Regions from separate parts of the Mus musculus genome. Here regions 1, 2, 3 and 5 are each linked to region 4. Evidence: chromatin contacts called from public Hi-C, HiChIP or PLAC-seq and promoter capture Hi-C data. All regions are on one chromosome and are shown on one strand. Each heading gives the region's core, a stretch centred on a gene start, on an enhancer-like site or on the middle of the called end of the contact. The rest is flanking DNA. Distances are from core to core; before and after follow the strand shown. Region 1 has its middle 24 kb from the start of Pcbd1. Region 2 overlaps Chst3 (carbohydrate sulfotransferase 3). Region 3 has its middle 26 kb from the start of Psap. Region 4 holds the start of Cdh23 (cadherin 23 (otocadherin)). Region 5 overlaps Cdh23 (cadherin 23 (otocadherin)).

Region 1 (3,747 bases), core at 423-2,922, 370 kb after region 4:
CACCCATTCCAACCAGGTCACACCTATTCCAACAAGGCCACACCTTCAGATGGTGCCACTCCCTGGTCCAAGGATATACAAACCATCACAGTTACATTTCCCAGGACTAAGGCAGAACATCGGACCAAAAAATTAATTAATTAATTAATTAATTAATTAAAAAATAAAATAAAATTCACTTTAAAGGAGGAAAAGGTTTTTGTGAACTTTCTTAAGGTCTGAAGGTCCCGACCTATCAGGGAGGCAGCAAGAGCTGGATGCAGCTGGACACAATGTGACTGAAGTCCGGAAGAAGAGAGACAAATGCTGGGGGCGGGGCGGGGTGGGGGTGGGGGGGAGGGCAGGGTTCAGCTTTCTTCTTTTTATGAGTAGCCCATAGGATGATGGCTTGTAGGACTGTGAAAGGCAGCCTGGTTTCTGGTGGAACACAGGCTGGAAACCCCGGTGACCCTGAGGAACAGCAGGCGTTTTACCTGGTTCCTGAACACTAGGCTCCTGGCATGAGGCCTCAGCTTTCCATAGATTTGTGTCCTTCAGTCATATAAGGGCCATGCCCCAAGCCCCGCCACAGGACGTAGCCTCAAGACAGATCTTCATTTTAATGAGGTACCTAAAGGCCTGAAGCCAATTAAGCTTTCCTTCCCAGACGCTCCTCTCTGCAAAAGGTATTTAACCTCAGGCCCGCCCCTGAGAAATGGGGTACAGTTTTACTCATCCACTTTCTGCCATGACAATAAACCATGAACTGTCTCTTTTCACTGGGATCCGCCGTGGAGAGCCATAGAGAAGCCCTTCAACTATAGATCCGAGTCTAATCTCTGGTACAAGGCCTCTCTATGCTCTCAGCCGCGACCACCAAGCCAAGCCAGCCACCCACCAACAAACCAAGGGCTCTATCCCCACAGGATCCAGCTGGAGTATCCCCCTTCCCGCTTCGGCCCCAGGCTAGATCCAGCCTGCAGGCTCCCACTCAGTTCTCAGCTCTTCCTTGGCATCCAGCAGCGCCTGGGTGCCCAAGAGCCTGAGAACCAGATGCCCCAGCCTGCTTGCAGTCCTAAGGACCCCTGAGCCAGCTCCAGCTGTCCCCGGGACCTCAGACTGTGCTCCCCCACCCCTGGAGCGGTGTCCCATGGCTTCCCATAGCCCGGCACTGGCGTGGTAAGTGCAGTACAAGTTCCCATGTTCCACCTCCCTTAGGGACCGGAGCTTGTGGCCGGCCGAGAGGATGCAGGACCCCTTAACCCTACAACTGCTCACATTTGGAGTGGGCCTTAGTCCCTCAATTAACCTAATCAAGATAACCCTTCACAGATATTGTCTCCCTCGTGGTTCTAGATCTTAGCTCTGGCCTCAGAAAGCCTGCTGGGATTTATCACCAGGACCCAATGGCTGCCTTAGGGTATAAAGAGGTCTGTGACTCTGCGATAATGTTAGCCTGCTATGGGCCTAGGGAAGCGATTCCTGTATCTGAACCTCAGCTTAAATGAGTGCCTGAGACCTCTAGTTCCACAGGAGGCCCTGTGCACTGAAAAGAGGGTCAGCTGCCTCTGGGGGACAAGGGGGTAAGCGAGCAGAGGGCCCAGCCTGGAGAGGCTTCACAATAATTGGGAGAAGACCTGGCGCTTTGGGCTGGATAACTGGATGCCTGGCCCTGGGAGCTCTGACCTATGAGGGGACGTGAACCCAGGAGAGGCCACGCCCCTGTATAGACCACGCCCCTGGCCAGCCTTCCTCAAAGCTACTATGCGGCTGCAGGAAAGATGGCTAACTCAACTTCTCTGTGATTCTCTATGAATATAGGGAAGTGGAGCCAGAATATCTCCACACGTTCTGTGCCCTGACACTCTTCAAAGCCCACAGAGGTCATGGGGGCTGTAGGAAGGAGCTCAGGGCCGCAGGGCCGCCAGATGGAGGACCAGTCCAGCTCAGCAAAGCCAAAGGCTAAATAAAACAGGATCTTATGCCCTCCGACCCCTGTGCCCAGAATCCCACAAAGGATAGACTTTGTGGGGCTGCGCAGGCTGTTTTTTTTCCAGGCTATGTATTCCTGCCGGGACGGTGGGTACTGCAAGAGCCCCTTGTGTCATACAAGACAGAGTCCCTGGGGATATTCCCACAAAGGGTGCAGGGGAGAAGGGGAGCCGTAGGAGGTAGGAACCCGCAGACTATGGTGCTCTGACACCACAATAGCATGAACTGGGACAAGCTTCATCAAGCCTAGCCATGAGGACATCTCAAGACGCACTAGGAGCACCAAATATGGCCTGGCCATAGGATTCCCCAGCTCTGTCACTGACTAGACAGAACGAAGAGAGGCGGGGTGCCCTTCCCTGTGAGGGGGAGGGGCTACCATTTGCAGGGCAGGCTGCCAGCCAGTCCTAGGGAGTGTCTCTTGAAGAGAAGTCTGCAGGCCAACCCCCCACCCCCCACTTGACTGTGGCTACTGGTCCACCCAATGAGCTGCACCGAAACAAACTCAGATATTTTTATTAACTCAGTCCCTACCTGATGCACCCCAGCACCTCCGCTTCTGCCAGGTTCAAAGGCAGTGCAGTTAATCAGAACTTATTCAGCGGGACACAGATCTGTCTCAGCATATCCTAGGTCCAGCTGGAAAGAACCCCCAGCTGGGACCTGTTTTCGCCTTCTGCTTTGCTGAACTGGACTGGTCCTCCATCTGGCGTCCCTTCGGCCCTGAGCTCCTTCCTACAGACTCCCTGGCCACTGCAAAGCTGGAAGGAGCCCCGGGGCCAGTAGATATTCAGCCCAGAAGACTGCAGGGTGGGCCGTGGGCATAGCTGTCCCTGTTGACCTAGCCTCTGTTTCCTGCGATGACTCTACAAATGGTCCCCTGTGGGGAGACAGCCACCAGGAAGACACATCATGGTCCTCATTTCCCCAGCTCTGGAACTCTCCACCACAGCCATCAAAGAGGAGTATCAGAGGTACCAGAAAAAGGGCTCTGGGTTATTTGACTGTGTCTGACTGGCCACACCCAAACTGGCAACATGAACAGCTGCAGCCAGCAGGGGAAGGACCCCACTTAGTGAGTGAACGGCCATGTCTAGAGGCTCTCAGGGTACCTGAGATCACTCCTGATGTGTTCAGAGCTTTGAGACATTCCAAGATGGCCCACGAGCCTCTCTTCTCAACAGTTATCAGGCACTTGGTAATGACATAGCCTCAGCCGTACCCTGTAGACCTGTTCTCAATCAGGCCCAGCAGGTCAGGGCTTGACGGTGCCTGTTTAGGAGTGTGCATCACAGAAACTAGAGGCCACTGCTGCAAGCTCAGAAAGGTGTCCTGGATGAGGTCAGAGAAACAGGTCAGATTCTGAACAACTATGGCAGCCAAGCCAGCCGGATGTCATGACAGGTGGATCAGGAAGAGCAAGCCAGGTTGACTCCCAGGCCTGTGGCTTGAGCAGTATGCATCTGACTCTATGTGTGCCAGCTCAAGTTACTTAAGCCTGGGCCTGGCTCCTAGTCTCTGCGTGGATTTGTTTGAGTGTGAGTTAATATGTGGAGATTAATTAGAACATTAATTAGAGCCAAGTAGGTGCTCAATAAACACAGGCTTTTATTAACATCATCATTGTTATGAGGAAGCCTGGATGGATGGATGGATGGATGGATGGATGGATGGATGGATGGAGGGCAGGTGGATTGATAAATAGGCAGATAGATGGACAGAGAGATGGAAAGATGGATGGATACATGCAATGAGGAGCACAATATCCCTACATCA
Region 2 (4,307 bases), core at 167-2,666, 500 kb before region 4:
ATTAAACAAATTAAAATTGTTTAAAATTAAAAAAAAAAAAGCCAAGCAGACTGGAGAGATGGCTCTATAGTTAAGAGCACTGACTGTTCTTCCAGCAGTCCTGAGTTCAATTCTCAGCAACCACATGGTAGCTCACAACCATCTGTAATGGGGTCTGATAACCTCTTTTGGTGTGTCTGAAGAGAGCAACAGTGTACTCACATTAAATAAACAAACAAACAAATAAATAAGTAAATCTTAAAAAAAAAAAGCCAGGCATGGTGGCACATATTTTTAATCCCAGCATTCAGGAAGCAGAGAAACAGGTGGATCTCTGAGTTCATGGTCAGCCTGATCTACTGAGCTAATGCCAGAATAGTCAGGACTACACAGAGAAACCCTGTTTCAAAAAGCCAAGAAAGAAAGAAAAAGAGAGAGAGAGAGAGAGAGAGAGAGAGAGAGAGAGAGAGAGAGAGAGAAGAAGAAGAAGAAGAAGAAGAAGAAGAAGAAGAAGAAGAAGAAGAAGAAGAAGAAGAGAGGAAGGAAGGAAGGAAGGAAGGAAAAGAAAATTACATCCTTTGGATACTATAGCATAAAGTCATGAAATCATATGTTTCTGATAAGACACTGAACCTAGTCTCTCTCTCTCTGACTGTCCTTGCTTAGACTCCCGTGTGTGCTCCCGTGGTTTCTCTCATAATAAGCCTAGTTCTGTTCCACACAGACCTATTCTGAAACGATTTTTCTGGGGTGCAATCAACATCCCAGTTTTAACCTAGTGGATGTTGCTGAAGTGGTGACCTTGAATAAAGGATGTATGAACGGATGGACAGACGGACAGATAGATGGATGGATGGATGGATGGATGGATGCCCTTCCCAGAATACCTAACCCAGAGCAAGATGCTTAGGCATTCTAGGTTGCTAGGCAGTGTCAGGGGAGAGGAGAATATTCACTGGTGCATGAGTGAGCCATCAGGGAGAGACGCCCTGGGCACCTGCAGTGGGCGTGGGCTAGGATGCGGGATAGATGGACTACGGGCAAAATGAATTCTCAATTCTTGGGGACTTTCAGCTCAAGCTCCTAACAGCTGTGTGCTCAGGAGGGGGAGGCGTGGGAAAGCCCCCAGGCAACTGGTGGTTCAGAGAGGGAGGGAGGAAGCCGAGGTGGATGAGCCTTGCCAAGCAGGGCACCAGCTCCCCTTCCCTCCTCCCTGCCCAGGGGTCTTTCCTCAGCACAGGCCTCTCCCCCTGACTTGGCAAACTGCCTCACTGGAGAATTGGTTTCACGTTTGGATAGCCTCCAGCTGGGCTCTTCCACTGAGGCCCCTGAGGGATTGCAGTCCAGCCCCGCCTCCGTCCTTCTGGAGGGGTCCCTGCAAGGACGGGAGGGAAGCTCCGATAAGGGGCGGGGCCTTGCCAGGCATTGCATCAGGCACCAAGCCTCCACTCCCCTCTCGCTGGGACCCAGAGCATAGCAGGAAACAGCCTCAGCTGTTACATACCTGTATATACAGCTTTCCAAGTAGAAAAAACGCGGCTCCACGGGGCTCCACAGGCAGAGGGAAGATCTGGCTGCTGTGGGAAAGTTGTGAGGCCAGAGGGCTGATCCCTCTGTGTCACCCAGTAGGAAGCAGGGAGCCGGGGTTCCTGAATCCCTAGAGAGTAGAGGGGAGGGGTGTTGGCTGAGACTCTGCCACTTCTTTCAATCAGGATGAGAAAAAGAAACACTGAAGTTCTTTGTTTCTGTTAAGTTGGGTTTGTCCATGCCCTGACCTGTTCAGGCTAGACCCTATTTCACATGGAAGCGTCTAGAGATGGCCGGGGGAGGGGCACACCCCTCCCCACTCTACCCCATTATCATGGAGTTCTGACAGGACAGCTTATGCTCAGAGGATGCTGACAGCAAAGTGAAAGGAGAAGAGGAACAGGGCAGGTCTGGCTATTACCGGTCATTATCACGGTACTGAAGCATCCCAGCATCCAGCATTCCGTGCGTGCGGTAAACCGACATCCCAGCACCTCAGCAACCTAGCATCCTGGGGCTCCAGCTTTCTTCTCTAAAATAAACACATTTCCCGAGGCACAGTGCATCATGCCTGTAATTCCAGAACTTGGGAAGTAAAGGCAAGATGACCAGGAGGCCAAGTACGTGCCCCGACACACACACACACACACACACACACACACAGGCACGCACACACACGCGCACATTCACGTGCACACTCACGCACATGCACACACATGTACACATGCACACACACACACATGTACGTGCATACACACGACAAACAAAATGAATGAGCCCATCTACAACTTCTTGTGTGTGTCCAGCTACAGCCAACACAGAAGCAGTCCAAGGCAAACGGTCGCATGTACTTATAAGGAATATGGGCCCAAGCCGTGGTGGACTATGGAGCTGAGAGCTACCCTGATGGAGCTATAGGATAACCCTGGCAAAACCAGCCCAAGGCACCTCTCAGCCTTTCATGCCTGCACACAGACATGGGGAGCACTCTTTATCTACCTCCAGTGGACAGTTACTTGAAATGCAAGTCCCCTGCCAGGCCCCACTAGGCCTAGTACCCTAGTTAGCCTCTGATTAGCTAGCCAGCACCATATGGTGACTGGTGTCCTGGCTGCCTTCAGCCACACAGAGCAGGCAGCCTGGAGAACAATCTGCTCCATTCAAAACTGACCTGGACACTGGCCAGGCAAAGCAATGAAATGTCCCACTAGAGGGAACTGACCCCACCCCCACCCACGGGGCTCAAAAAACGCTGAGGCAGCTACAGAAACGCTGTGACAGTTCACATACCTTTCTGTGGAGCGAGTATTTGGACAACCACATGCCTGCCTGGGATCCTAGGAGTGCTAAGAGAAATGCAGAGATTGGGTTGGAAGTGTAGCTCAGTGGGTAGTGCTTGTCTGACAGGCATGAAGCCCTGGTTCCACCCAGAGCACCCTGTATGACTGGGCATCATAGCACACACCTGCTATTGTAATGCTCAGAAGGAGAAGGCCGGTAAGAGGACGAAAGGCTTAAGACTGTCCTCAGGCTACGCAGTGAATTTGATGCTGTCCTGGGACACCGAAGACTTTATTAAAAAAAAAACAAACTAAGAAAAAAAACCTAACCAAACAAAGGAAACAGTTGCAAGGTGCAGTAGTGACATTTGTAGTATTTGCTACCCAAGAGGCTGAGACAGGAGGATCACGCGTCTATGTACAGAGCATTAGCCTGGAAAGATAAAAGCGATTCTGAAGACAGACGGCGGTGACTGTATTTAATGCCAGGAAACTGGCCATTTGAAGTGGTGGTTACTCGTACTAAAAGATGTATCTATTTTATTTCATTTATGTGTATGAATGTTTTGCTTGCACACTTTGCTTCCATGTGTATGTATGTGCACTGGGTACATGCCTGATAGCTGCGGAGGTAGGAAGAGAGTGTCTGATTCCCTGGACTGGAGTTGCTGTGTGGGTAATAAGACTGAACCCACATCCTCTCAAGAACAGCCGGTGCTTAACTACTGAGCCATCTCTTCTGCGCATGCCCCCCAGGTGCTGAGCTTTAGGTCACACTATTTTGTGTTTTACTATAAACTCCTATGGGCAAAAGGATAAGAAAAACACAGGAGCCCGGGAGGACCCCTGGTCCTTCTCAGATGGTGGCCGTGTCCTCTGGAGTCCCACAGCAGCAAGCACGGCTCCTGGCAAGTGGCTGGGCTCAATAAATCTCTGTGGAATATATGAACGGACTTCCATTCTGTACAGAAAGCCAGCTCTGGCTCCTGGTTTCCATCTGTCCTCCCCAGCACTGTCTGAGGATCGGGCGCCCATAGATGCCTGCCTTGGACCTGGGACTGTAGCTCAGTTGGCATGGTGCCTAGTGTGCATCAAGGCCTGGGTTCTACCCCTGGCATCTCATAAAACCAGATGTGGCCATACACAGCTGCAATTCCAGCACTTGGGAAGTGGAGACAGGAGGACTAGAAACTCAAAGTCATCCGGTCTGGGCTGCATGGGGTGATGGGTCGTCCCCCAAACCCCCAGGTTTTGGTGTTATTTATTTATTTATTTTTGTTTTGTTTTTAAAAGGCTTGATTTATACTCTCCTAAAAAGAGACTATCAACATAAAGCTCAATGGAAGATGCTCAGGTTAGGGCACTGAACCAAAAAGACCCGAGGGCACACAAGTGGCCACAATTACAGGGTTTTTTTTTGTTGTTGTTGTTGCTGTTGTTTTGTTTTACTAAAGAGTCATAGCGAATGTCATCTCAAGTCCCAGCACCTGAGAGTCTGAGGCAGGAAGATTTCTGATCATT
Region 3 (3,722 bases), core at 1,086-3,585, 440 kb before region 4:
GTAGGCCAGGCTGGCTTTGAACTCACAGAGGAATGCCTGCCTGCCTCTGCCTCCTGAGGGCTGGGACCACGTACTTAGCAGTGAGGTACTTGCCCAGCCCGTGCCCCATACTCTTTTTTTTTTTTGTCTTTTTTTGTTTTTGTTTTTGTTTTTGTTTTTGTTTTTGTTTTTGTTTTTTCGAGACAGGGTTTCTCTGTATAGCCCTGGCTGTCCTGGAACTCACTTTGTAGACCGGACTGGCCTCGAACTCAGAAATCTGCCTGCGTCTGCTTCCCAAGTGCTGGGATCAAAGGAGTGGGCCACCACGCCTGGCCACACTCTTTTAAATTTGTTAACGAATTGATGTTTATTAGTATGGGAGTGGGGTGGGGAACGTTTCTATGCTGGCCACTTTTATGTTGACTTGACACAAGCCGAAGTCATCTGTGAGGGAGAAACCCCAGCTAAGAAAATGTCTCTCTAAGATCTGGTGAGCCTGTAGGCATTTTCTTAACTCGTGATTAATGGGGAAGAGCATAGGCACTTGTGGGTGGTGCTACCCCCGGGCTGGTGATCTTGGGTTCTATCAGAAAGCAGGCTGAGCAAGCCATGGGGAGCAAGCCAGTAAACAGCACCCCTCCGAGGCCTCTGAGTCAGCTCCTGCCTCCAGGTTCCTGCCCTGCTTGAGTTCCTGCGCTGGCTTCCTTCGGTGATGAGCAGTGATGTGGAAGACTGAGCCGTAACCTTTCCTCCCTAGTTTGCTTTTGCTCACGGTGTTTCACCAAAGCAATAACAATGCCAACTAAGACGATTCCACAGCACGTGTGCAGAGATCAGATGACAGCCTCGTGTTCTCTGGTCCACAGGACTCGGTTTGCCAGGCTTGTGTGGCCACTGACGTCACCTGCGGAGCCATCTTGGGGACTTGGATTGATTTGTTTTTGTTTTGTTGTTTTGTTTTGTTTTGTTTTGAGTCAGGGTCTTTCCTTGTAGATCTGGCTTTCCTGAACCCCACCTCAGTAGACCAGGCTGGCCTCTGAACACATAGAAAGCCAGGCTGTTTCCAACCTGGGACCCCAGAGCTGGGGCAGGCAGATACAGGATGCCTACCTATCTAGCTGAAAAGAGCTGTGGGTTCCAGGTTCAACAAGGGATCCCATCTTAGCCAGAGGTGGAGGTGTACCCCTATAATCCCAGCACCTAGGAGGGAGAGGCAAGTGGGTTCTTGTGATCTCAAAGCCAGCTTGCTCTATATCGAAAGTACAGGTTAGACCTGGTCTCCACGGGGCAAGGAGGAACAGACAGACCGATTGAGACCCTCTCTCCAGGTAGGGAGGAAGACCCCACCATCCTGGTCTCCCTGTCTCCCCATTCAAGGGAATTTTTTTAAAAAAAGATTTATTTATTACATGTAAGTACACTGTAGCTGTCTTCAGACACACCAGAAGAGGGCGTCAGATCTCGTTACAGATGGTTGTGAGCCACCATGTGGTTGCTGGGATTTGAACTCTGGACCTTCGGAAGAGCAGTCGGGTGCTCTTACCCACTGAGCCATCTCACTAGCCCCCTCAAGGGAATTTTTTTAAAAAGATTTATTTATTATATGTAAGTACACTGTAGCTGTTTTCAGAGACACAGAGGGCATCCAATTTCATTAAGGATGGTTGTGAGCCACCATGTGGGTGCTGGGGACTGAACTCAGAACCTCTGGAAATGCAGACAGTGTTTGTGAATAACCACAGAGCCATCTCTCTAGCCCCAGGCTTTCTTTAATTTTAATAAAAAAAAAAAAAAATTAGGGGGCTGGAGAGCTGGCTCCGTGGTTAAGAGCACTGGTTGCTCTTCCTGAGGACCTGGGTTTGATACTCGGCACCCACACGGCAGCTAGCTCCAAGGATCTGATGCCCCCTTCTGGTCTCTGAATGCACTGGGCATGCAAGTGGCACACAGACATACACACAAGCAGAACACTCATACACATGAAATAAACTAAAAATAAAAACAAAAATTAAAATTAAAAAAAAAATAGTGGAAGGGTTGAGGGGAGGCACAGATTTGTGGAGGAGGTCCCGGGAGTCAAACCCAGGTCTCCAGGCCTATAAGGTGCCTCAACCCTGGTAGGCACCACAGAGCCTGTCCTGGACTTGTCCTCTTCAGGGGAGGGGCTTCTCTAACTTCCGGACTGCCCTTCATTGTCTGTTCTATTTTGCCTCATCTGAACTTCACTGAAGAGGAGACTGAAGGCAGAGAGAGGGAGGGGGCTCCTTCCAAAGTTGTAAACTGGACCACACTGGCCCAGGCAGGCCAGAACATACTGGAGAGAGATGGCCCCTCGGCAGATGGCCTCTTGCTGCAAATGGCTTCTTGGGCCCTAGAAAGATCGCCCTGAGGACAGGCAGGGTGTGTGTGACCTCATAGTGTGTGAATGATCTGAATAATAGCGACCGACCCAGAGCTCCAGCTGCTGCTGGTTAGCAGGGCAGGCACACCTATCCCTAGAGCACTACTGTGTGTGTGTGTGTGTGTGTGTGTGTGTGTGTGTGTGTGTGTGTGTGTGTGTGTATGTGTGTGTGTGTGTGTTTGTGTGTGTGTGTGCATGTGCCAACTGTGCACAAGTATGGCCCCACTCAGGCCTAGGGCAATGAGGGTGCTCCTGCTCCGGCTAGGGGAACCCATCACCCCTGCCTGTCCCATGGGTAAGGTTTCTGATCCCTTTTCTCAGGAAAGCTGTAGTGCAGGTGACTGGCTTTGCACACAGTAGTAATTTCGAAAGAGGATGGATATTGCTCAGGGCTACAGGCTCAAGGAGTCTTGTGCAATGTTGGGGGCAGGGGAGGAGGTGGTGGCCAGAAACTGTTGGTGTCGCTTCCCTAAGCATCCTGGGCTGCTCTCCCCAGCTTAACCTCCAAAAATGCCCTGTGTGGGGGAACAGAGGTCAGGAGGTGGCTCAGCTTTTTGTTGGGCGAGGATCCAGGAAGCAGCAGACCAAAGACTGATTTAACCAATCAGTTGGTTGACTGATTGACTGATTGGGTTTTGAGATAGGGTTTTGGGTGGCTGTGGCTGGCCACAGCTTCTCTAGGTAGCCAAAGCAGGCCCTGAGCTCACAGAGACCCACCTACCTCTGCCTCTGGAATGCTGGGATTAAAGGCATGTATATCACCACTGCCCAGACCTATTTATTATTTACTGAGACTCCCTCATTCTGTAGCCCAGGCTGGCCTGAAACTTGTAGTAAAAGCCTTCTTCCTCAGCTTTCTTTAGTGCTGAGGTCACAGGCACAGATCACACCCATCTGGAATTCTTGGAACCTAGGGAACCCACCTTACTTACAGTGATTAGCTAAACCGCACCCTTCACATACCTGCGATCCCTGTTACAACAGAAACAGATTTTTTTTTTCAAACAAAGCTTAATGCTTCACTGTTGTAATCCCGGCCATCAGCACCAAAGTGAGGATGGAGACTTCCGGGTTAGCCTGGTCCACACAGCAAGATGCTGTAGCCAACAGTAAGCTTTAAATATTCAGCCTTATTAAGGCTGCAAATATAAGTTGCTTTCAGATAGAGGCCTTTTTACGTTTCCCCTCCTCTTCATCCTTTCTTTTTCTTTCTCCCTGCTTCTCTCCCTCCCACAATTACTCTCCATAGATTACAGCATATTGCTGTTGTAATCTGTGGACTGTTGGAAACAGAAGCAGACACCCACAGCCAAACATGGGTCAGAGGTCAGGGACCACAATG
Region 4 (3,820 bases), core at 103-2,602:
GTAGAGGACAGCTAGGATAAAACATCGATCTGCCAGGTCCCATATGGCTTTCCTGGTCTCAGGTATGGAGCTGGCCAAAGAATGAACAACAGGTCAGGGAGAAGGCAGAGCCCATGGGGACTGAGGGACACTGGGCAAGGCCTGCTCTTGTAGGCTCAGAGTCTCCCGCTAACTACACACAGAAACCAATTGCCCTTTATAAAAGAAGAGCGGGCTGAGTATAGTAGCACACACCTGTAATCCCAGCTATTTAAGAAGCTGAGGCAGGAGGATCACGATCCAAAAGTTAGCTTGGGCTGCCAATGAGTTCAAGGCTAGCCTTGATAATTTATCAAGATGTCGTCTCAAAGTAAAATTTAAAAGAGCTGATAAAGATAAAGAAAGATAAATCTTTATCATTGAGCATGGAAAGGTCTGGGTTTGAACCCCCAGTGCAGCAAACACAAAACACAAAAACACAAACAAAAACAGAAACAAAAAAGTACACCCTGGAGCAGACATCTGGGCCTCCTCTGGGCCATACTGCATCACACCACCTGAGAGAAGAGCCACTTCCATTTTAGCCAGGTTGTAAAGAACAGGAAGCGTGCTACGGAGCTCTAGATGTGGCTCAGAGAACAGAATTCAGTCTGACTCTGCCACAATCTGTCTGAAGGACCCTAAGCAGGTCACACACTCACCCAAGCCTCCTCATCATCAAGAATCATGGAGTGGAAGGTTGGGGGGGGCGGTGTCTTTCCTGCTTAGGGAGGTCTCAAATCATCTCATACTCTCAGAATCTTCTCAAAGAAGTTTAAGAGGGTTGCATCAACAAGCTCACTCAAGCTCTCCACAGCTCTATGATGCTGTGGCTTATAGTACTGTCCCCATTTCGCTGATGAGATCATTGAGGCCCAGTGGCTATTAACTGGACTGTAGGTAAGATAAATGAAGTGGAGGCTTCTGTAGCCCCAGATGTTAGCTTTTTACTCCCATGGGGGTCCAGTGGTCACGGGACAGCTCCCAAGGATAAAGACCTAGGGTGTCTTCATTTTGGAGCCATAAACCTATAGACACACAGAAGCAAGCGAGGGATGGCGGAGGTCGAGGGAAGGCATTCACAGGCTCCCAGCTGGTTTACTTAGAATGTTGGGTGCACACACCTCTTCTGTCCCCCACTTACCTGGCCACAGCTGCTCCGGCATGTCTCCCAACCAGCCCCCAGGAGGCTAAGCACCACGGGCAGGTGCATCTCAGGCACTATGGGGCATGAGGAAATGTACTACAGGTACTGGGAAGTGGTTGGTAGGAGTCTGAGGCTAGGTAGTGAGGCTCATAGTCATCCCTCACCAACTCTCCTCTGTGAGCCAGTGTGAGGTCCATGAGGATGAGCAGGAGAGGCTGGGCGTGATGGATGAGTGAGGACACATGGACCACCATTATGAGGAAACATAGACAGGAAGAGCCAGCATCCAGGCAGACATGCCATAAGAGCCCGCCACTGTCCATGGGGATCGTCCTGACCACTCCTGGCTGGAGGTACCTGCCTTGGACAAGGACATCCCATCAAACTCTCCTAATGTTCTAGAAATAAAACACCCGCACTCTGCAGGCGAGGAAAGGGCTGCGGACCAAGAGCCTGGGGCTACAGGCTTGTAATCTCAGCCACTCAAGAGTCTGGGGCAAGAAGACCATCAAGTAACCCCAGGCACCTTAGCAAGTCTCACCTCAAAACAACAAAAAGGGTCGAGGTTGCAGCTTGCTGTTAGGCTCTGGGCTCAATCCCCAACTCTGGGGGGAAAAAAAAAACTTAATTGTATAAGCTGGCCATGGCCAAGGACCAACCAAGAAGTAACATGTGATCCCAAATCACCCTAAGGAATCTCCCCAGATCCCGCCAGCCCTTTTTCTGACAAAGCCAAGTAGCTTTGGAAGAAAGCGGGGAAGCTGCTGTCCAGAGGCATCCGGGAAACTTAGAAGATACTGCCACCTGATGAGGGTTACCCAGGGCACAAAGGCTCCCAGTCCCCAGGGGAGTCCAGATCTGCAGTGCAGAGCACCACCTAGAGGCGGATCTCAGCACAGCACCCCCCTCCAGGCTGGGTGGAGAGCGGGCAAGAACCCCACAGAAATGTGGACCAAAACCACACCCTGCTGGTGTCCCCAGTGCCACCTGTCCCTCACTCTCTTCCCAAACCACCAGGTTGCCTGATTCCAGACTCACTGGGCCTGTGTCCCTAGCCCTGTCTCTAAATATGAACTGAAAATCACCTAAGGCTTAGGAACTGAGGTGGCTCAGCTGTGTGACGCTGGGCAAGTTGCTGCCTTTATCTGAGCCTCAACTCCTCCTCTGGTTATACTGGGTAGAAGAGAGGACAGATAAGTCTGGCTTTAAACTGAAACCATAACAATTAAGGTTAATTAACCTCTGTGTGCCTCGGTTGCTCATCTGGAAAATGGGTTGATGACCCAGTTATTTACTCTCTTCCATCAACCAAAGAAGAGCTTGGCTCCTGGGAGTGCCCTGTGAATGTTCCAGATAATCCCTACAGCCCATACTCTGGCTGTGGACTCCGTACCAGCCAAGAGCCCTGGTGGGTAGGACAGTACTCTCACTGAGGCCCACGAAGTGTCTAGGGGAGGGCTCCTACCCCTCCTACCCTCTCCTCTCACCTCATACTGATGCCTTGTGGACACAGTAAGCGCAGATCTCCTCAGATCTGCAGTCTACAACCACAGAAGATGATGATAACCACCCCAATTAAACTTCTGGGGAACTAGAAACAGGTGCCCTGCGCCCCAGCTCACCCCAGGCCCAGAGAGAGGAAGCAGCAACTGCAAACTCCCCGGAGCATTAGAGGGTCAGCTGAGGCAGGGGTTCCCCTCTCCTCCCTGACAGAGACATGCAAACCAGCATGGGGACAGCCCCGGCTTCGGGCTTTATAGGTGTTGTGTTTCTCTGCGTGAGGGTCAGTTTCATCATTTGTGAAATGTGGGTGTGACCCATGGTCTCTTCCTTGGATGTAAGAAAAAGCTCCCAAATGTCCTCCATCAATGGTGGCCTGGGGGTGCAGCGCTTGCATAGCACATACAAAGCCCCAGGGTCTATCCTCAGCACCGCATAAACCTGAAATGCTGTCACGCACCTGTAATGCCTGGAGAGTGAAGGCAGAAGTGTCACCAGATCAAGGATAGCCTTGGCTAAGTAGTGAGTTTGAAGCCAGCCTGGGCTACATAAGATCCTATTCAAAAAAACAAACAGAAATCAATACCTCCCCATCTAGACTAAGTGTCCTCTTGTACCTAATATCTGTCCTTACTGGTGCACCGGGGACAGGAAGGCAGGGCTAGCTGCCGAGACTATCGGGAGGGAGGCAATGGATGTCTCTCCTCCTTTCCAACACTGGGGAGAGAACAAAGGTGGAAAGAAGGAACTTCTGCTTGCCACACACCTCAGCCTCTTGCACCTTCATTTATGCCCTAAGAACGGCCACTGGGCTTCTCTGGAGCCCTGCATGGAGTGTGTGCATCATGAGAATGTGGTGGGAGTGTCCACCCATCCTTTTAGCAATGTCAGAAGTAGGCACTGTCTTCGTTTTATAGATAAATCAAGGCTCAGAAAATCTGAAGTGGTGAAAGCTGGATTCTAACCCAGGTGTGGGCTTGTTGGTTGCTAGGAAACAATGCCCGGCCCTTTTCAGATTCAGTGGGACTTTAACCCCACCACCCCGTATGCCCATTAGCCATCACACCCCAAGTTTATAGGAGAGGAAACTGAGCTTCCAAAAGGGAAAGGAGGCTCCGGGTCCTTTTCCCTGCCTTCCTGGCGGATGCCTTGGGA
Region 5 (3,796 bases), core at 51-2,550, 320 kb before region 4:
CATCAAAGCCATGACCCCTGTTTTATCCTCAGGGTCCACTCTTCTGCACCATCCATTGCTCTAGATCTATGCAGTTACTATAGACAGAATGTGTTGTTCTGTTTGGCTTTGGGGATAATGGCCTGGCGAACTGCCAGCTGTTCAGTGGCAGGGCTGTGAGGCCAGTCAAAGACTAGAACCCACAGACCAGCTGAACGATGAGTATAGCCTGTCCCCTGGGGGAGCCTGACCTGTCTCCAGCCCTAAGCTTCAGACCTCACCACTCAGATGACTTCTAAGAATTTGCCTGTGGGGACCCCTGCATGGCTGCAGCTCCGTGGAAAGGAGAGGAGGCCCCCAGCAGAAGAACCACTCGCTTCCTGCCCAGCTTCCTCCTGTAGGGCTCTAAGTCTCTTCTTCTTGGGACCCTGCAAGCAAAGGCATGTCAGCTTGGTGGTTTCCTGTTTTGGGTGAAGTTTTGTGTGGTCCGGGTTCTGTCTACATCCATGAACTTGGGTGCTACCACCTTGCTGCTGCTGTAGAGACAGCTGCAGGATCTTAGGGTGGAAAATGGAGGTGCCCTGAGGTGCTAGCCCTTGGGGCAAAAGATGGGGTGGCAATGAGACACAGTGGGGAACTGAGTTCCCCAAGAGGAGGGAGGAGCCCTGTAGCCTCAAGGGCCATATTGGGTTCCTGGTACCAGCAAAAGCCTAGAGAGCGAAGTCTGTATTTTGAGGAGGTAATTGATCCTTACGGAATCCATCAGAAATTTGGAGCGGGTGCTTTATCTATCTCTGGAGGGTCTCTACCTATCTCCGATGAAGCTCTCCCTGGGCCTGGGATGGGAGAAACCAGGAGGAAAGGTGTCTGATAAAGCAGGGGCTTCTTGACAAGCCAAAGGGCCACTGGTAGCTGTTGTGGACCGAGCTGACCCTGCTGAAGTATTGTAGTGTGCCTTGGACCAACTTCTCAAAAGAGCAACCCCGGGGCTACCCTACTTCTGCCAGGAAGAGGCGGAGAAGGGGCTGAGAGGCCTGGAAGGGGCTAGCTCCTTCTTTGAGAACTGCTCCCCGGAGGACTTGGAGGAGGCGGCTAGGCTACGGGCTGCTGAGGGCCCTTTGTCTTTCCTAACCTGGGCACTGTTAGGATGCTCCCTCCTGGAAAAGGCTTTCCTGGGTGTGAGCTAGAGCAGTGTCCATGCCAGCGCTGAACCTGCCATGGTGGGAGCTGAACTAAAAATTTCTCAGGGAACTAAAATAGGCAAAAGAGGAACTGGGGGAGGAGGGTGCCAGGCAGGATGGGGGGAAGGGAGGGCAGTGCAAAAGTCTCTTGAAACACAGACAGCCCAGCTGAGTGCCAGTCCCAGATCACAGAGAATACGGCTCATCTGGCTCATGTTCTGCATGCTTGCTGCTTTACCCTGGCACTTTCCTTCTCCACCATGAGTGCGAGTCCTGGGAGTCCTGGGAGGGTGAGGATTAATGCCAGCCTGGGGAGCAGATAGCTGACAGAGTCCTTGGGTAACTGGCTTGAACCAGGACCTCAGGATTCCACTCTGGGGATCTAGCTTTGTCTGGGCCAGTGAAGATCTCTATAATGGCATTATTGCCAGGGGATAAACATTTCACTGGGTTCTGATCTGTTGGGTGTGGCTTCCTGGAAAATATGGTGAGAGGAATTCTGCTAAGGATACAGTTGATAAGAAAGTTCTGAGATTGATTAGTAATGCCTGCCTTGGACTCAGGAAGGGAAGTGGCAGTATGAATGCCATGTCTTAATCATTTTGGTTAAAATATGCTTCCCAAAAGATTTCCACGTGTGTTCTTGTTTATTTGACATCTGTCTCCATATCAGTCTTGAAAGCCTTTCTGTGTGTATATATATGATGTTTGCGTGTATATATGTTTTTGTGTGTGCATATGGAAGTCAGAAATCACTGGGTGTCTTCCTCCATTCCTTTGCAATGTATGTTTTTTTTTTTTTTACGATTTATTTACTATATGAATGTTTTGCCTGAATACATGCATAGGTGTCACGTACATGCCTGCTGGAACGCTTGGAACTGGAGTTACAGGTGGCTATGAGCTACAGTGTGAGCACTGGGAATCAAACCTGGGTCTTCTGCAAGAGCAACAAATTAAAAGTCAGCTCTTAACTACTTGAGCTATTTTTCCAACTCCACCATTGTGTATTTTTAGCATTTATTTTAAAATTTTATGTGCATGTTTTTTGTTTGTTTTGTTTTTTTGTTTGTTTTGTTTTGTTTTGTTGCCCTGCATGTCTCTAAGAGCATCACATGTATGCTAGGCACCGGTGGAGGCCGGGAGGGCAATGGATCACTTGGGAATGGAGTTAGGGAATAGATAGTTGTGAGCTGCCATGTGGATCCTCTGTAAGTAGAGCTGAGCTGACTCGTTAGTGTTCCACTTTCTTTTCGGCAGACCCTTCAGTGAATCTGGAGCTAAGCACCGAGCTCTGGGGACCTGCCTGTACCTGTCCCACCCTACCCCGAACTGCTGGGGTTATAGACTACACGCGGCCTGTGGGTGCTGGGAATCTGAACTCTGGTTCCTCATGTGTGCGTGCCAAGCACTGTATCTGCTGAGCCTCCTCCACCCCCAAGCAAGAGTCTTTACCATCCCTGTTTAATGCAGAAGGAAATGGTGGTTCTGAAAGGCACATGTTTTGTGGCTGGTGGGACTAATGTTGGTTCTCTTGCCTCTCAGGCCTAGCTCCTTTCCTGTCATTGAACCAAACAGCCTTCTTGTCCATTAACCTGCTATCACCTTCAACTTGTACATGCTGGGCTGCTGAGAGATGAACTTGACCCCACAAGTTTACTATTACATTCAAGCCATACCAGGAATATATTCTTATTTATGCTCTGTCTTCTCTGGCCTTCTCACAGCTAGTGTGGGGGCTTCTTCTACACCCCTACTATGCCCCTTTCCTGCCTGGGGATTTTTGGTAGACACAGAGTCCCTGCACTGTACCTGTTTGCATCCGGGAAAAGGTAAGGGAACAGAGACCTTGCTCTGACCGTGAACCCTAGAAGCCCAGCCAGTTGTGTGTCAACATCTGGGAAGTGGCAGAGTGTCTCCCAACAAGCAAGCTGACTTGCAGGTGCTGCTTGAACGACTGCCCATCCTGTTCTCCTGCAGCATATTTGATTAAAAACACAAGTAATTAGAAAGGTCAGCGTGGTTACTCTTGCTGGCCCGGGACAGATAAGCCTGCCTGATGTGAACACATGGAAATGGTTAGGGTAGGGGTGGGGTGGGGAGTGGGCAGAGCCTGGGAAGCTAGGGTCCTGGCTGCAGAGGCTCACTTTACAGAATGTGATGAACTGCTAGGGCGGTGTTCCCAGCTCACAGCCCACCTTAGAGCCACTGCCAGGGCCTGGGAACTGGGTGCGTACAGATTTTCTCCCCTGTAACCAGGGAAGTCAGGGTTATCTGGGACTGTGGGATGGTATTTCCTGCTGCTGGCTGTCATTCATATGTCAAAGAGGCCACCCTCTCTCCTAAATCTCCTGCCAAGGTGCCTCAGGGTCAGGGCTCTCCCCTGACCTCTTCATTGCCTTTCGTCCTTCCTCCCTGGACCCAGCCCTTCCTCCTGCAGGGCCCCTTGATGGCCACTTGGGCCTTGCCATAGTTCTGTCCTTCCTGCCTGTGGCTTGGAGCTAACAGAAGTCCCAAGCAATACAATGGTTTCCTCTGGCCGGGTGGCGGGTCATTGTGTGGCAGGTCTAAGGCTGGCCCAGCTGGTCCGTGCAGCCCAGCTGTTCCTGGCCTGTATGATACAGGCTAAAGGCTGT

Evidence for each region. Promoter capture Hi-C pulls out the DNA fragments that hold promoters and counts their contacts. Hi-C and Micro-C count contacts between places; a contact is called where the count stands out from the background. HiChIP or PLAC-seq counts read pairs in DNA pulled down with a chosen protein or histone mark.
Region 1: a Hi-C map of differentiating embryonic stem cells shows a contact between it and region 4, with 2.6 times the contacts expected there. The contact joins the enhancer-like site here to the promoter of Cdh23 in region 4. A contact is called at or near these places in 8 of 39 promoter capture datasets (the 3T3-L1 cell line, the C10 cell line, embryonic stem cells and 4 more), 1 of 15 datasets of contacts at CTCF or cohesin (embryonic stem cells), 5 of 484 Hi-C or Micro-C datasets (differentiating embryonic stem cells, embryonic fibroblasts, embryonic stem cells and 1 more), 3 of 115 datasets of contacts at active chromatin or transcription factors (embryonic forebrain, embryonic stem cells and stem cell-derived neural progenitor cells) and 3 of 9 other capture datasets (adipose tissue, embryonic stem cells and macrophages).
Region 2: a promoter capture Hi-C map of pre-B cells shows a contact between it and region 4, with 3 times the contacts expected there. The contact joins the enhancer-like site here to the promoter of Cdh23 in region 4. A contact is called at or near these places in 3 of 39 promoter capture datasets (hippocampal neurons, liver and pre-B cells), 1 of 484 Hi-C or Micro-C datasets (CD4 T cells) and 3 of 9 other capture datasets (adipose tissue, liver and pancreatic islet).
Region 3: a contact with region 4 is called in a promoter capture Hi-C map of hippocampal neurons, with 5 times the contacts expected there. The contact joins the enhancer-like site here to the promoter of Cdh23 in region 4. A contact is called at or near these places in 2 of 39 promoter capture datasets (the 3T3-L1 cell line and hippocampal neurons), 3 of 484 Hi-C or Micro-C datasets (neural progenitor cells, pro-B cells and uterus), 4 of 115 datasets of contacts at active chromatin or transcription factors (bone marrow-derived dendritic cells, bone marrow-derived macrophages, embryonic hindbrain and 1 more) and 2 of 9 other capture datasets (adipose tissue and liver).
Region 5: an H3K4me3 HiChIP or PLAC-seq map of bone marrow-derived macrophages shows a contact between it and region 4, with 3 times the contacts expected there. The contact joins the enhancer-like site here to the promoter of Cdh23 in region 4. A contact is called at or near these places in 3 of 39 promoter capture datasets (cranial neural crest, hippocampal neurons and trophoblast stem cells), 1 of 484 Hi-C or Micro-C datasets (bone marrow-derived macrophages), 9 of 115 datasets of contacts at active chromatin or transcription factors (bone marrow-derived macrophages, craniofacial prominence, embryonic midbrain and 5 more) and 2 of 9 other capture datasets (adipose tissue and pancreatic islet).

The regions. Positions count from the first base shown.
Region 1 is chr10:61,063,134-61,066,880 of GRCm38.p6, forward strand. No RefSeq gene overlaps it. Among named protein-coding and RNA genes, the nearest start is that of Pcbd1, 24 kb to the right of the region's middle. Within about 2 kb of position 1,673, at least 40 of the 459 cell types and tissues checked have an H3K27ac peak or open chromatin away from gene starts, as enhancers often do. A contact at or near this core is called in differentiating embryonic stem cells, embryonic stem cells and stem cell-derived epiblast-like cells, where this site is marked.
Region 2 is chr10:60,192,610-60,196,916 of GRCm38.p6, forward strand. Chst3 (carbohydrate sulfotransferase 3) reads right to left here. Exons shown (of 4, transcript NM_016803.3): 2 at 1,484-1,636. Among named protein-coding and RNA genes, the nearest start is that of Chst3, 24 kb to the right of the region's middle. Within about 2 kb of position 1,417, at least 160 of the 459 cell types and tissues checked have an H3K27ac peak or open chromatin away from gene starts, as enhancers often do. A contact at or near this core is called in pre-B cells, where this site is marked.
Region 3 is chr10:60,250,011-60,253,732 of GRCm38.p6, forward strand. No RefSeq gene overlaps it. Among named protein-coding and RNA genes, the nearest start is that of Psap, 26 kb to the right of the region's middle. Within about 2 kb of position 2,336, at least 78 of the 459 cell types and tissues checked have an H3K27ac peak or open chromatin away from gene starts, as enhancers often do. A contact at or near this core is called in adipose tissue, bone marrow-derived dendritic cells, bone marrow-derived macrophages and 1 more, where this site is marked.
Region 4 is chr10:60,695,138-60,698,957 of GRCm38.p6, forward strand. It overlaps Cdh23 (cadherin 23 (otocadherin)), which reads right to left and starts at 1,353. Exons shown (of 71, transcript NM_023370.3): 1 at 1,163-1,353.
Region 5 is chr10:60,370,526-60,374,321 of GRCm38.p6, forward strand. All of the region lies in intron 39 of Cdh23 (cadherin 23 (otocadherin)), which reads right to left. Vsir (V-set immunoregulatory receptor) reads left to right here. Exons shown (of 7, transcript NM_028732.4): 7 at 1-2,159. Among named protein-coding and RNA genes, the nearest start is that of Vsir, 26 kb to the left of the region's middle. Within about 2 kb of position 1,301, at least 103 of the 459 cell types and tissues checked have an H3K27ac peak or open chromatin away from gene starts, as enhancers often do. A contact at or near this core is called in adipose tissue, bone marrow-derived macrophages, memory CD8 T cells and 2 more, where this site is marked.